Regions from separate parts of the Zea mays genome. Here regions 2 and 3 are each linked to region 1. The links are chromatin contacts, called in public Hi-C and HiChIP or PLAC-seq maps. All regions are on one chromosome and are shown on one strand. Each heading gives the region's core, a stretch centred on a gene start, on an enhancer-like site or on the middle of the called end of the contact. The rest is flanking DNA. Distances are from core to core; before and after follow the strand shown.

Evidence for each region. A called contact is a pair of places that touch in the nucleus more often than the background predicts. HiChIP or PLAC-seq counts read pairs in DNA pulled down with a chosen protein or histone mark.
Region 2: an H3K4me3 HiChIP or PLAC-seq map of leaf shows a contact between it and region 1, with 5 times the contacts expected there. The contact joins the promoter of LOC103629684 here to the promoter of PPR10 in region 1. A contact is called at or near these places in 6 of 25 Hi-C or Micro-C datasets (ear, leaf, root tip and 1 more) and 1 of 3 datasets of contacts at active chromatin or transcription factors (leaf).
Region 3: a Hi-C map of leaf shows a contact between it and region 1, with 6 times the contacts expected there. The contact joins the promoter of LOC100278675 here to the promoter of PPR10 in region 1. A contact is called at or near these places in 2 of 25 Hi-C or Micro-C datasets (both in leaf) and 1 of 3 datasets of contacts at active chromatin or transcription factors (leaf).

Annotation. Positions count from the first base shown.
Region 1 is chr6:105,117,177-105,121,838 of Zm-B73-REFERENCE-NAM-5.0, forward strand. It overlaps PPR10 (Pentatricopeptide repeat-containing protein 10, chloroplastic), which reads right to left and starts at 2,491. Exons shown (of 1, transcript NM_001163740.1): 1 at 1-2,491. The coding sequence starts at 2,324. It overlaps LOC103629688 (fasciclin-like arabinogalactan protein 14), which reads left to right and starts at 3,806. Exons shown (of 1, transcript XM_008650802.4): 1 at 3,806-4,662. The coding sequence starts at 3,898.
Region 2 is chr6:104,650,284-104,654,945 of Zm-B73-REFERENCE-NAM-5.0, forward strand. LOC103629684 (RNA-directed DNA polymerase (reverse transcriptase)) reads left to right here and starts at 2,398. Exons shown (of 3, transcript XM_020539364.1): 1 at 2,398-4,662. The coding sequence starts at 2,975.
Region 3 is chr6:104,775,514-104,780,175 of Zm-B73-REFERENCE-NAM-5.0, forward strand. It overlaps LOC100278675, which reads left to right and starts at 2,207. Exons shown (of 2, transcript NM_001151874.2): 1 at 2,207-2,483; 2 at 3,168-3,677. The coding sequence starts at 2,390. The coding sequence ends at 3,367.

The DNA.
Region 1 (4,662 bases), core at 1,241-3,740:
AGCGCCTTCTTGTCAAAATCCAGGTCGGTCTCCGAGACCTCGGACAGGAAGCCGCGAGCCTCCTCGAACCGCTTCGCTCTGCAGTAGCTCTCGACGACTCTCCTGTAGGTCAGCTCCATAGGCTTGAGGCCGTGCTGGACCATGTAGCCGATGACCTCCCTGGCCTCGCTGAACATCTCCAGGCTGGAGTAACCCCCGACGAGCGTGTGGTAGGTCACGGCGCAGGGGGCCATGCCGTCGGCGACCATCTCCGAGAGGACCCTCTGGGCCTCTTTCACCAGCCCCTGCTTGCAGAACCCGTTTATGACCGTGTTGTAGGACACCACGTCGGGCTTCATCGTCTGGGAGCACTTGAGCTGGTTCAGTATCTTCTCGGCCTCCCACGACTCGCTGCACTTGGCGTACATGTCCATCAGGCTGTTGTAGGTGATGAGGTCGGGGCTCAGCCCGCTCCGCTTGATGGAGTCGAAGACCTCGGTGGCCTTGCTGTACATCCCGTTCTTCGCGTAGATGGACAGCATGGAGTTGAATATCACGAGGTCCGGGTTGTAGCCTCTGGCCTTCACCTCTTGAAACGCCGTCTCCATGCCATCCAGTCGCCGGCACTTGAAATTGGCGATGACAAGGGTCCTCAGGATCACCCAGCTTGGGAAAACGGCACCTGATCCGTACACCTCGTTCTCGATCGCGGCTATCCCTGCCACGTTGCCCCCCTTCGCGTAGCACTGGAGCAGCAGCGAATACGACTGCTCGTTCGGCTTGAACCCCTTGGTCCTCATTTTGCTTACGATCGACTGGGCGGTGGACCAGTCGCCCTGCCGCGACAGCACGTTCAGCAACGCGTTGTACGTGGTGATGCAGGGGGTGAATCCAGCGCTGGTCATCTCGTTGTACATCTTGAAGGCATTAGTCCTCGAGCCACACCGGCCGTACGCAGCTATCAGGGTGTTGTAGGTGTCTCGGCTCAGTTCAACCCCGCAAGACCTCATCCCCTCCAGAACCCGGGTGACGTAGTCCTCCATGCCACGCTTCCCACAGACTGCAAGCATTGTGTTCCATGTTACCCGGTTCGGTGTGCATCCGCTCCTCGACATCTCTCCAAGCATCTCTAGCATCACCGTGAACCTTGACTTCTTGCCAAGCATGCCAAGGACAAGATTGTACGTGTTCACGTTCGGCACGAACCCGGTCTTCTTCATCTGGTCAAACAGAGCGAGCGCCTCATCCACCTTCCCAACATTCCCATAGGCTGTCATCACGGTGTTGTACGTGAATGCGTTTGGCAACAGACCCTTGGATGCCATTGTGTCCAGGCACCTGGCAGCCTCCTCGAAGAACCCAGCCCGGGCGTACGTTCCGGCGAGCTCGTTGTACGTCACAGCATCTGGCTGGCAGCCGTTCTGCTCCATCTCCCCGAGCACGCGCAGCGCCTCCGTGTAGTTCCCGGCCTTGCCGAACACCTGGAGCAACGCGTTGTACGTGACGACGCACGGGGCGTGGCCGCGGGCCTTGAGGTCCTCGAAGAACGCCACCGCCTCGTCAACCAGCCCGTCGCGGCAGCACGCGGCGATCACCGTGCTGGCGGTGAAGCCGTCGGGCTCGACCCCGGCGGCGCGCATCTCATCGAGGAGGGCGACGATCCGCGGCCACGACCGGCCCATCCGCCCGTACACGTCCAGCACGACGTTGTAGGTGACGAGCGTGGGCGCCACCCCCTGGCGCCGGAGCTCGGCGAAGAGCTCGAGCGCGCGCTCGTACCGGCCCGCGCGGGAGAGCGCGTGCAGCACGGTGGTGTAGGCGCGGACGTCGAGGCGGGAGCCCGGCGGGAGCGGCGTTTCGTCGAGCAGCGCGCAGACGGCGTCGTGCTGGCCCTCGCGGCCCAGCGCGCGGACGACCATCTCGAGCGCCGACGCGTCGGCGGCACCCTCCTTGCCTGCCCACCGGAGGAGCGCGAGCGCCCACTCCCAGTGCCCCGAGAGCTCCAGCGCCTTGAGCAGGGACGTGATGTCCGCGCGGAGGAGCTCGTCGCGGCGGGAGGCCAGGAAGGCCGCCAGCGTGGGGAGCGGGTGCGAGGAGATGGCGAGCACCAGCACCTGCGCGTCGGGGGAGAGGAAGGAGTGCGGCGGCGTCGGCGTCTGGTGCGACCGCCGCGGCGCGGGGGCCGGCGCGGGGGCGGGCGCGGTGAGGTGGAGCAGGAGCGAGTCGAGCGGGAGCGAGGAGGGGGACGGTGGCGGGGGCGCGGCCGGGAGGAGCGGGCCCCGTTTCCTCGGCCCCGCCGGGAGGGTGGGCTTGTTCGGGAACAGCCCCCTGCCGGTGGCCTCCATCGGCGGCGGCGGCGGCGCGGGTTTGCCGCTCGGTGCAGGAGCCAGGAGCGGCAGGAAACGGCTACGAGCTGGTGAGCGTGGAGGGGAGGCCCGCGCGCAGCATGCCCCCTAGGGGAAATGGGGGATTGGGTTTACGGATACGGTGGCGGGAGCGGGTGGACGGGGAGTTGGCTGGCGGGAGGAGGGCCGGCGAGGCGACTCACCCCGCTGTTTGGTATGGAAGAGGTCTGGACCTGATCGGATCAGTCAGTGGCACCGATCCCTGATCGAGTGGCGCAAATCTGCTGCCTCCGGCAGATTCTGACCACCCGCTGTCGGTCCTTCACTTTTTTCAGCTTCCGGCTACTACCAAAGATATGGGCGTGTTCGGCTGGCTACAAGCCGACACTGTTGCAGCTGTTTGGATTGCTGCAGCTGCAATCCATAGAGAGAAAAATACTGTAGAAGCCGCAGCCGCAGCAAGCCGCAGCGAACAAGCCCTATAGCTTCTCAACCAATTTCTATAAAAACCAATTTAGTTAAATTCATCAAAATCAACATAAAACATAATCAGCTAAGTTGTTGTAATAGTAAGAATAGTTACTTTCTAAAGTTTGTGAATCTTATGAACATCTTCATTTTCTACCGCAAGTAACGATACCCACATTCTCTTCACTTCTAGCAGTTCTTCTCACGGCCAGATTCAAAAAAGCTAGTCGAAAAAAAGTTAAACTAAACATACTCGACTCCCGTTTTGCGCTCTTCCCCTTTTTTCTGACCAGACACCAATCTATTTGCATCTATCCGCTTGTTGAGCTATACTATACATCAGCACACGAGCTAAAAGCTGAAGCTACAGCTGGCGACAACATGACATCTGATTTGCGCATGAATGTGTTTCAGCTTGTGCAATATAAGATACGGATGTATTGGGTGAATGTACGGATGCAGACAACCAAACATAGGCTCATGCGAATAGTATATGGCTCTGAAGCACAAAATGCCTGTCTTAGTCAGGTCAGCCCACCCCAAACCCGGGAAGGCCCATTCTCATTCTTAGACTAGGAACTTAGCTAAGGGTGCATTTGGTTCAACTACTATTTATTAAGATAACGAATTTGGATAAGCAATAAAAGTAGGGTCCAAGCGAAATGCTTTTTCAAAGTAGCTACAGAAAAACTAAACCCTTTTTATTCATCTTCTATTTTTTTAGGCAGAGAAGCAGGTTTCAAAAGCTGATCAAATGCATCATAATTCCCTCTCTTTTCTCTCTCTCTCTCTCTCACTCTCTACTAAATTGACAGTACAATGAAAAATAGGCAAGAATCCTGGTCATGACAATCATTCCTGACCACTAGCACGATCAAACTTGCCCCTGTATGTAAGGTAACATGCATGCATCATGACAGCGCCTGAAGAAGTGGTCATCGGACTGTGAGAGTGAGATCTGCAGTCTTCACTGATTCACTCTAACTGTCCAGACCTTAAACCCCTCCTGTCCTCCAATTCCTCTCGCGCTCTCTATATCTACGTGCCACACGCCGTGCGGTACCAGTGCTTGCGCGTGTACGTACGTACGTGTATCGGCGCACGCATGATGGCTCCTACCACCTCCTTGCTCGCGCTCGTGTTCCTCTTCCTCCTGCCCGCCGCCGCCGTCGCCGCCCCACCGGCTACCGGCGACGCCGCCGCCTTCAACGTGACGGAGATCCTCAGCCGGTACCCGGAGTTCAAGCTCTTCAACCTCCTCCTCAGCAAGACCCGCGTCGCGCGCGAGGTGAACCGCCGGAGCGCCGTCACCGTGCTGGTCCCGGACAACTCGGCGGTGGACTGGCTCCTGCGCCGCAGCGCCAGGCTGCCGCGCGCCGCGCTCGTGGAGCTTGTCTCCGTCCACGTTGCGCTCGACTACATCGACGCGGCCAAGCTGGCCGCGCTGCCCCGGAGCGGCCAGCCCGCCGTGGTCACCACGCTGTTCCAGACCACGGGGGCCGCGCTGAACCGCACGGGGTTCCTGAACGTCACCGCAGTAGGGCGCGCCGGCGCTGTCTTCGTATCGGCCGCGCCCGGGTCGCTGGTCAGCGCCACGTTCAGGAGGGCGGTGACCGCCCGGCCGTACAACATATCGGTGCTCCAGATCAGCAACTTCGTCGTGCCGCCGGGCGTCATCACCAGGCCGCGGCCGCCGCTGCCGTCGCCGCCCGCGCCGAGGATGAGGCAGATGGCCATCGCGCCCAGCCCTGCGCCGACGTTAGCTTCGTTGAGGCCATCTCCGACGACGCTACCGTCCTCGGAGGGCGATGCCGCGGAGGCTCCGGACACTACTGCTGAAGCGCCGACGCCGTCGCATGGTCATGTGGCG
Region 2 (4,662 bases), core at 1,148-3,647, 470 kb before region 1:
AAGAATTCATTTTTATCTGGAAAAATCACCATATAACTAGCTTTTCATGAAACAAATGATGATAACTGCTTGGCATGAACGAAACAAGACTGGTATCCGCCTAGGATCCGTCTTCAACGACATATAGTACTGCTCTCATACGAAGAAATCATCAGGGGTAGAGAGGATACAACAGGTCTCTACAAGATCTTCATATTTCCATCACAAATTATCATCACTAGTAGTCTAGTGGTCAAGACATATGGCTCTTCTGGCTCCGAGGACCAAGGACATGTTAATGTCTAATTTAGCTTCAAGCTCTGTGGTGATGTGGGATTTCATAGTTATTTGTCTACTCTTCTCACTTCTGGTAGATCGGTGGTAGATAATGGTAAGCATGCCAAAGGGTGGAATTCAGTGTAGTTCGGCTACATAAACCCCAGGTATGTGTCCATTTAGGACTGACCTTTACCATTTAGCTTATAGTGTATACCATACCAGTCAAAGGACTATTCCAAGTCAATTCAACGACTATAAGTATTTACAATTCTGAGAGATGTATGCAAAGCATAGAGGTCCTAGATAGGACGAGTAAAGTAGTTTGACGGGAACACACAATGGTTTTTCACACAAACATTGTAAAAAAAATCTCAGAATTACCTTTCGATGTACTCGCAACTTCGTGTTGCTAAAGTACTAGCCATTTATCTCAAAGTTCGCTTCATGCCATTCAGCGACAAATAGCAATGTGCCAACATCTGGTTGAGCAATGTATGACTGAGATTCTAGCATTTATTCATCTGACAAGGTCTTATTGCTTACTAATAAAATTTCAATTTGTGATGTTTTCTGTGCCAAAAAAAGGCTTTCATGCATTAATATTGAATTTCTTCAGGTTACTTCGGGTAAAACTTTATGCAGTAGGAGAGAGCAGAGATTTAACCTATCTGTGTTTCATTGTATTTCGATTTAATTTCCCAGATTTAATATAGTTGTTATGGCCACTTGGCGATATATATAAATATACGATGCCACACAACACAATCAAACAAAATATAGAGTGAAAACAAAATTGTTTACGAAGGTTGCGCATAATGTGACTTTAGGGGCTTGAACGACACACCACAATCCACGCAAGTACAAACTCTAGCGTTCTGGCGTCAACGTATGTGTGGCCATCAGTGCAACAACAATACAACAAGCCTTTATAACAAGCGCAACAAGCGCAATTGTGGCTCGGTAGTCGGGGTACACAATAAGTCCACACAACGTGCACAACAGGTGCAACTGTGGCTTGATGATCATGACAGACGGACAGTGCCTGCAGGGCATACGAAAAATGTGTGACTCGACGATGGCGGTCCGACTCAACAGGAGCGGTCCGATTAAGCGAGACTACGGCATAGCAATCACATGACGCAGCCAATGTCATAACTCAGTCAATTAACAACGCAGTCTGTTCGGCATGTCTGAGTACCCATTATACAATTTAATTGCTCAATGTGAGTCCGAAAGCTCAAAGCGACACAAATACTTAGAGCAATTTGATTTATGCGTAGTATAACCACATGTATTTCAAATAATTTTCTGCTATTTACTACAGGAAATAAAACAGAAAATAATACCGAAATTAATACACGAACATAAACACATCGAGTGCAAAAAGGTATTTTCTCATTTTGAAGCATATATTATTTTTTTGCTAATTATTTACTACAGGAAATAATTAAATAAGGTAGAAATTGTAACATAAAACATGCTTCATTCTATTTGTTATTTATAACAGTAAGTAAATAGAATAGATAAATTATACCAAACTTGATTAATCTAAAAGGTTTTTTTTTGGAAAATCGTAAGGCCCTGAGTTATAAGTCTATTATTTTACTTTTTTCAACCAACAAGCTGCCATAGCCCTTTTTATTTCTTTGAACCGCTGTGCAAGCACGCACGTTTGTTTACGGCCATGCAGCCTCGCGACCAGGAAGAAGCCCCATGGAAAATCGACCTCGATCTTATCTAGCCAAAATGGAGAGGAAAGAAATGGTCCACGCGAAGGACCCGCTCGTGGGAAACGCCCACGCCATCTCCATCTTTCATAGGCTAACGGTACAGCAGTACAGGCACATAGGCTCCATGTGCACCATCGCATAGGCTTCGTACGGCTGCAAATTCATATCCGCATGCGGCCAGCCATGGTGAAGCCCACAAGCAAGTCGTTGCATGACACAAATTAGCTTTCCTCTTTTTTTCTAAGAAAGTCAACCGCCATGCAAGACACGACTCTAACCGCCATGCAAGGAAACGTTAATCGCCCAAAAGCCATGCAAGCCTATTTTTTTCTCCGTCTCTAACCGCCCAGCCACCAGAGCCACCCCTACTCCACCAGGGAGTGTCCTAGTCGCCGCATGGAGGATCTGTGCGCTGGGGCCTGGGGCTTGAGGGCGGCCCGCCGCTGGATCTACTCGCTGGGCTAGTGGGCGGTCGAGCCGCCATCAGATCTGACAGGCAGCATGCATACGGGCTCACAAGCGATATACGCGATGAACAGTAAATTGCAGATCCACTCAAAATTTCATACCGTGATTCCTGGTTCGACAAACGGGAACGAAGCCTGTCGCGTAGGACAGTTCGGCAAGGCCGGGACCTGCCGGCGTGACGGAGAGTCGGTGCCGATAGGATCCACGAGTCGGGGTAGAGCAGTGCTGATAACGTGTTGAGAACTACGTTGCCGCAGATCACCAGATCTGCTCCCTTCCCTCCCGTCAGCAGTAGAGGCACAAGAAGCTGTAGAGAACCCGTCTCCCTTCCCAGAAGCACGACAGAGTAACACACGAGACACAGGATATAGTGTTGGGCCATTGGCCTCTTTCTCTTCTTTGTATTATGAGGTGGTGTACAAGTTCCTTATATAGAGATGTGAAACCCCTCAGAGATAAAGCAGATATTTGTCCACATAACCCTAACTAGGGTTACTTAACCTAAACAAGGCTGCCCCATGCACGATAGTCGGGCCGTTCTCACTGCTCAGCCCAAATTGCGCACGCTGCCGCGTGCTCGCGCGTCGGCCCGTTCTCATTGTTCGGCCCAAATCGCGCGCTACGGTCCCTCATCCCTTCCCTGTCGACGCAGCCGCGCAGCGATCGGACCTTCCTCCCGCCCGGCCGCCGCAGCGAGCAGCACGTCCACCTTCTCCATCTACACGCCGCTCATGCTCCACCGCCTCGCCCACACCCGCGTGTGCCACTTCTTCATCATCCCCACACCCCGCGCGTTCTCCAACGCTCCCGCTGCCACTCCACCCGCTGCGCCGCCGCTCTCGGCCGCGGACCTCGAGCAACTCCTCCGCCGCTGTCACTACTCTGCCTCCAGCCACCGCTTCCACTCTCTTCTCCCCCTCCTCTCGCACCCCTCCGTCCTCCTCTCCTGCGCGCTCCACCTAAGCCACCGCGCGCACCCATCCCTCCCCGTCCCGCCCCAGCCCCCACCAATCACCATTGCCGCCGCTGCCGCCGCGTTCTCATCCCCATCATCCCACCTCCGCCTCCTCCTCCCGTCCCGCATCAAGGGCCAGCCGCTTCCCGTCCCCACGCTACCGCTCCGCCTCGCTTTGCGCTGCGCCGCCTCCGTCCTCGACGCCGTGTTCGCCCCGCGCGCAGCCACCTTCGCTTACCGCGGCCGCCACACAGCTGTCCGATACCTCAAGTCCATTCCCAGCGCGTCCTGGTTCTTCCGTGTCGCCATCCCGCGGCAGCCCTTCGCCCCTCGCCACGTTTGCCGTCTGCTCGGTGCCATCTCCAGTAAGGTCGATGATCCCGGGTTCCTGGAGTTCCTGAACGAACTGTTCGTCTCTGATGCGGTCGCATTTGAGCTTGGTGGTTGCGAGCTCGGACGCGGGCTGCCACAGGAATCAGAGCTCACTAGCACGCTAGTGAACATATTCTTCAATCGTGTGGATGGAGAGATAATGGCCCTCCGTGAGGAAGTGCACAAAAAACATCCTAGAATGAAAGATGACAGCGTTCGGCATACACCTGTGAGAGTATATGCGATTCGATATCTAGATGATATTCTGGTTGTGACGTCCGGGTCGAAGATGCTCACAATTGAGATCAGGAACAGGATAATTGCAGTCTTGGAGAGGGATTTAGAGGTGAGGGTGGACAGATTGGGGAGCTCAATCCACAGCGCTGTATCAGAGAAGATTGAGTTCCTGGGGATAGAATTCCAAGCTGTGCCACCGTCAGTGTTGCACCCACCCATGTCAGAGAAAGCAAAGAGAGCAAGGAAGAAGTATCTGAAGATGAAGGCGGAAAAGGCGCAGGAGCTGAAAAATGCACGGGAGACGAGGCGGAAGAAGCTTGGCTTGAAGATACTGAACCACTTGTCCAAGAGGATGAGGAGGGGCGAGGAGTTTGAATTTGATTTCCGGATCGAGAAAGAGGTGCAGCAAGTGTTCAGGGACTGGGCAGAGGAGACAGTGGCCGAATACTTCGAATCACGTGAGCATTGCCGATATTGGCACCGACTGCTAGCATCAGGTGATTTCTTGTCATTGAACAGGGTGAGAGATCAATTGCCACCTGCTTTGGTGGACTCATATGATAAATTTCAAGAGACAATCGACAAGTTTTTGATGCCCATGAAAGGTCATGACCTGACAGAAGAAGAGGAGATTCTAGCTGA
Region 3 (4,662 bases), core at 957-3,456, 340 kb before region 1:
TAAAACCGACAATCAATTGATTTCTATCAATAGATGCATAAAAAAACACATAAGCCCAATTAATCTCTATTGTTATAACCTAACTTACATTGTTTTTATAAAACACGTGTTAGTCACAATAATATAATATTATCATTAATCACTGAACCTCAACTAGACCTAGATGCTTTTCAGTCATAGATATTGCTTTTGCTTCTACTATTAGATTAAAGCTCTCAAGTTTGTTATTGCAATGGACTTGCTTCACAAACAATTCAGTTGTATAGAAACAATCCATTCACAAATGCAGTGTCTCTCTTTCTCTCTATCTGCGTGGCCTGACTTGCCAATTGCTCAGTATCATAGCAGCGAGTATGCATGATGGTCAGGTAGAGGTAGGTACCTTTTGTCCCTGTTATCTGTATAATGGACCGCCTTTAAAATTGGTAGCTACATCAGCAGCAAGCGGTTTGATCCTATCAGTATGATGAAGAGCACACTGGTATGTAGGTTTTACTATCTTATTGGATGGGATGTTCCCACTATCGTCAGATTTCCAATCATGTTGAAATGATTCATGCAGGCAGGGCCTGTCTGCTTGTCTCCTTGTTGGCTGATTACGTAGCCTAGAACTCCTTGACATTGTCATTTTCTGCATTCTGGATAAGCATTGAAAGGATTTGTTTCCTCCCCAATAGAAATACTGGATATAAAAGGCGTCCGAATTATGGTTGAATAGTTTATCTGGGTATTCTGGGTGCTGAACAGTTTTAGCTGATGCATGTGATGGCTGTACAGCTCATGCATAGGATAAATATATGGAACCAATAGTACCAGATGAGCAACTGCCGCAATATATCCATAGCCATGTGGTTTTCTGCTTCTCGCTCCCTCACATTTCAGGCATATGGGGGAAGAGGATCTGGTCCATGGAACCGAGAACAGCATATTTATTTGCTCCGCCAGGCAGCAGCCAAAGGGCATTTATAGTGTACAGACATCAAAACGGCTATTAAGTACAAGAGACAACTAAAAGACTATATTATATAATGAGGTGTCTATAAATATAGTCCATTAATAAATATAGAAATAAATGTGTTTGTATAACATCGGATTGATAGAACAGATAACAAATTCGTACAGTGGGAAATGTGAGTCGTCTGTTGATACTTGGTTTAGGAGCCAAAGACGTCTCTCCTTAACGTTTTTTTTTTTGCAAATATTTCTTTAAACACCTCGAGAATCTATACATTAAACATAAACATACATGCCCTAATGCGCAGGGCACCTTGGTCCACCATGCCATGCCGTCGACGAGGACAGCTAGCGGGCGGGGAGATCTTGGCCCATATCGTCGCTTCAAATCTACAGCAACTCCTCAGTGCCGTCTGCCGTGCCGCCGTCGCTTCATCTGCAGCAAAGATTGCTACATACTTTCTCTGTTTCTTTTTAGTTGTCGTTGGATAGTTCAATTTTGCACTATCCAGCGACAACTAAAACGAAATCGAGGGAGTACTACTTATCTAGCTAGTTACCAATGATATGGGCAATAATTGGTGGCCTCATTTCCGGCAAGCCATCTTCACATCGGATACGCCGGGGGGCGGCCGAGCGGGGGTGAAGCCTTGTGGGCGTCGGTACGGGCATGAACAGAGAACAGCACAGCACCACTCCCTCCGATCCAGTTCCAGAAACCTACCCATCGTTCAGCTGTGTGTGGAAGTCAACAGTTCACAGGCAGTGTGAAAAATGTCACGCCTTTCCGCTCGCCAACTGGAGCTACTACTACGAAACGAAACGTACGTGCGTACGTACGTAGATGGATTTTCCAGCTTTTCTTTTCTTTTCTTGAAGAACTTGATGTGGAACTTGGATGCACAGTCCTCTAGTCCTGCGCAGACAGGCACATGATGGTTCTTGACGTTGCGTTTGCACGCACGGCAGGAGCACTTTGGCGACATTTTACGCCACAGCAGTGGTTTGACGCCTGTGAGCCAGCACCTAGAGGATCCTCGCCCGATCGCGAGAACGGAGATGCGAAATTCTGCTCTGAAAGATTCATGTGAAACACTCTCATCTGCTATACAAAAAAAAAAAGAGTATAGGTCAAGCTGTACTGTACTGTACACTCACTCAACAACGTAGCAGCTGACCCCAAATGCCAAATGGTTGAGGAAACCTGTAGATCCCAAGCCATATAAAAACGCTCTACTACTCTGTCGGCAGTGGCAGGCAGGCAGGCGGGGCAAAGGTAGTGCTAGTAGTACTAGTGCTTCGCGAGAGACCGATCGGCTCCGGTCGGTCAGATATAAGCAAAGGCAGCGGCGGTGGCGGCGGCCAGCCGAGCCGTGCGCCGGCGGGTAGGCGGCGGCGCCACCACCAGCAGCAGCAGCAGATCGGGACGCGCGTCATGGCCTGGTGGCGCGCGAGGGTGGTCGCGTCCGTGCGCCGCGCCTGGCTCGCCGTCGCCGTCGCCGCCGCGCGCGCGCGCGTCCGCAAGGGCGGTAAGCAGGCCTTCTAGCTTCCTTCTCAGTTCCTATGCACGGCACGCACCGCACGGCAGCGGCGTAACCGTGTTCGTTCGAGCAGAAGCTTATTAGTCATGACACGAATCTCCTGCGCGAACGCGAAGCCACTAGCCACGTTTTTAAGGATTCGCACAACGCCATCGGAAGCTTTTGGAGCTCTTTTTTCATAGAATTGGTGGTGTATGCTTTTTTGGGCGACGAGCACGAAACTGCTTGCAACGTCGGCAGCAGATCTACTGCAGCAGTAGAACGCAACAAAAAAACTTTACCTTGTTTCTCGACACAGCAACAAAAGGAGAGAGATGAAAAAAAAATAGATCACAACAAACAAACAAATTATTTGAGGCGATGGGGTAATGGTCCCTGGGCGCCAAGATCCATGATATGCTTGCTATCTATCTCGCTCCCAAGTCCCAACCGCCCGTCTGGAGTGGAGTCAGTGTACGCAGCCAACTAGACCGTGGACCACCCAATCCCCTTCGCGATTCTTGTGGCTCATCGTCCGATCTTTCATCTCCCCTCACCGGAATAATCTCTTTTTTTTTAACCTCAAGTTTTGATTTTTTTACTGAAGTTTTGATTTGAGCAGTAAAAAATAAGTAATCTCTTAATCCTTTTCCCCCACCCTAATCTTTTCCCAAACAAATTGGAGCAATGCAGAGTGTGGTGGCGTCCTGAGCCTCCACCGGGACGTGCAGACCTGCGGGTACCAGGACGTGCAGGTGATGTGGAACATGCTGAGCTCGGAGAAGGAGGCCGCGGCCGGCGCGCTGCCGAAGCCGCCGCGGCGGAAGCGACCGTCGTCGGTCTGGAGGCTGCCGCTCTGGCCCGTCCGGTCGCCCCGCGCCGCCCCGGGGTGAGGCGGCGGCAGCAGCAGCATCGCCGACGGAATGGTACTCCTGGTTGGTTTCCCATGGGCGAGTAGGAGGACATCGTCCTGACCATGGCACGTCGTCGTCCACCTCCCAGGCGAGGCCTACCAAGATCGTGAGTGTGAGACTCCCATCCCAGGCCTGAATGGATCGCGTGTAGGTAGTATAAGGGCTTGCCGCTTTCCTGCCTACTGTACAGTTTGGTTTGGGTATGTACAGCGCGCTACTCCTGTATCCTATATATGGCTTGTGCCATCTGGTGCTTCATTCTCATATGAAGTTCTGAGCTTAGGTTGCCCAGAGCTTGGTGCGCTGCTTAACTTCAGTCTGAATTACTCATCTGTCGTGTGCCTTTGTTCTTGGCATGTACGCCTAGCGATGTGGAAAGGCCGGTGCATCCGTAGCTCTTGTGGAGCATTATTTCTGAAGAAATTGGCTAAGACCTTGTTTGGTTATTCTCAATCCATATGGATTATTTTATGAGATTAAAAAAATTAAGAAATTTTTTTAACTTTTTTATTTAAACTTACTTAATCTTGTCTAATTCATACGGGTTGAGATCAAACCGAACATACTCTAAGGACATGTTCGTTTCGATTACAATCCATATAGATTGGACGACGGAATTGAGTGGATTTGAATCCATAACAAGTCAAAATTCTTCATAATATTTTTTAATCTCATCCAATCCATATCGAATAGGAATAACCGAATAAGACTTAAGCTTTTTTAAGAACCCGCCCAGGTTTGAGACAAATTATAGAAAACATGATTTCGTTGGCGATTAGTTTTTTTAGGGCTTGTTCGGATATTCTCGTATTCACCTCAATACACGTGGATTGAGCTGAACTTAGGTGTAAATTAGTTTAAGTTATATCATAATCCACCTTAATACACATGGATTTGGGTGAATATGAGAGTATCGAAATATAGCCTTGTCGGGGACCATAATTAGGGGTACCCTCAAGGCTCCTAAATCTCAGCTGGTAACCCCCATCAGCACAAAGCTGCAAAGGCCTGATGGGTGCGATTAAGTCAAGGATCGGTCCATTCGAGGGACGCGATCACGCCTCGCCCGAGCCCAGCCTCGGGCAAGGGCAGCCGACCCCGGAGGATCTACGTCTCGCCCGAGGACCCCCTCCAGCAACGGACACACCTTCGGCTCGCCCGAGGCCCAGTCTTCACCAAGAAGCAACCTAGGCCAAATCGCCACGCCAACCGACTAAATCGCAGGGGCATTTAATGCAAAGGTGACCTGACACCTTTATCCTGACGCGCGCCCT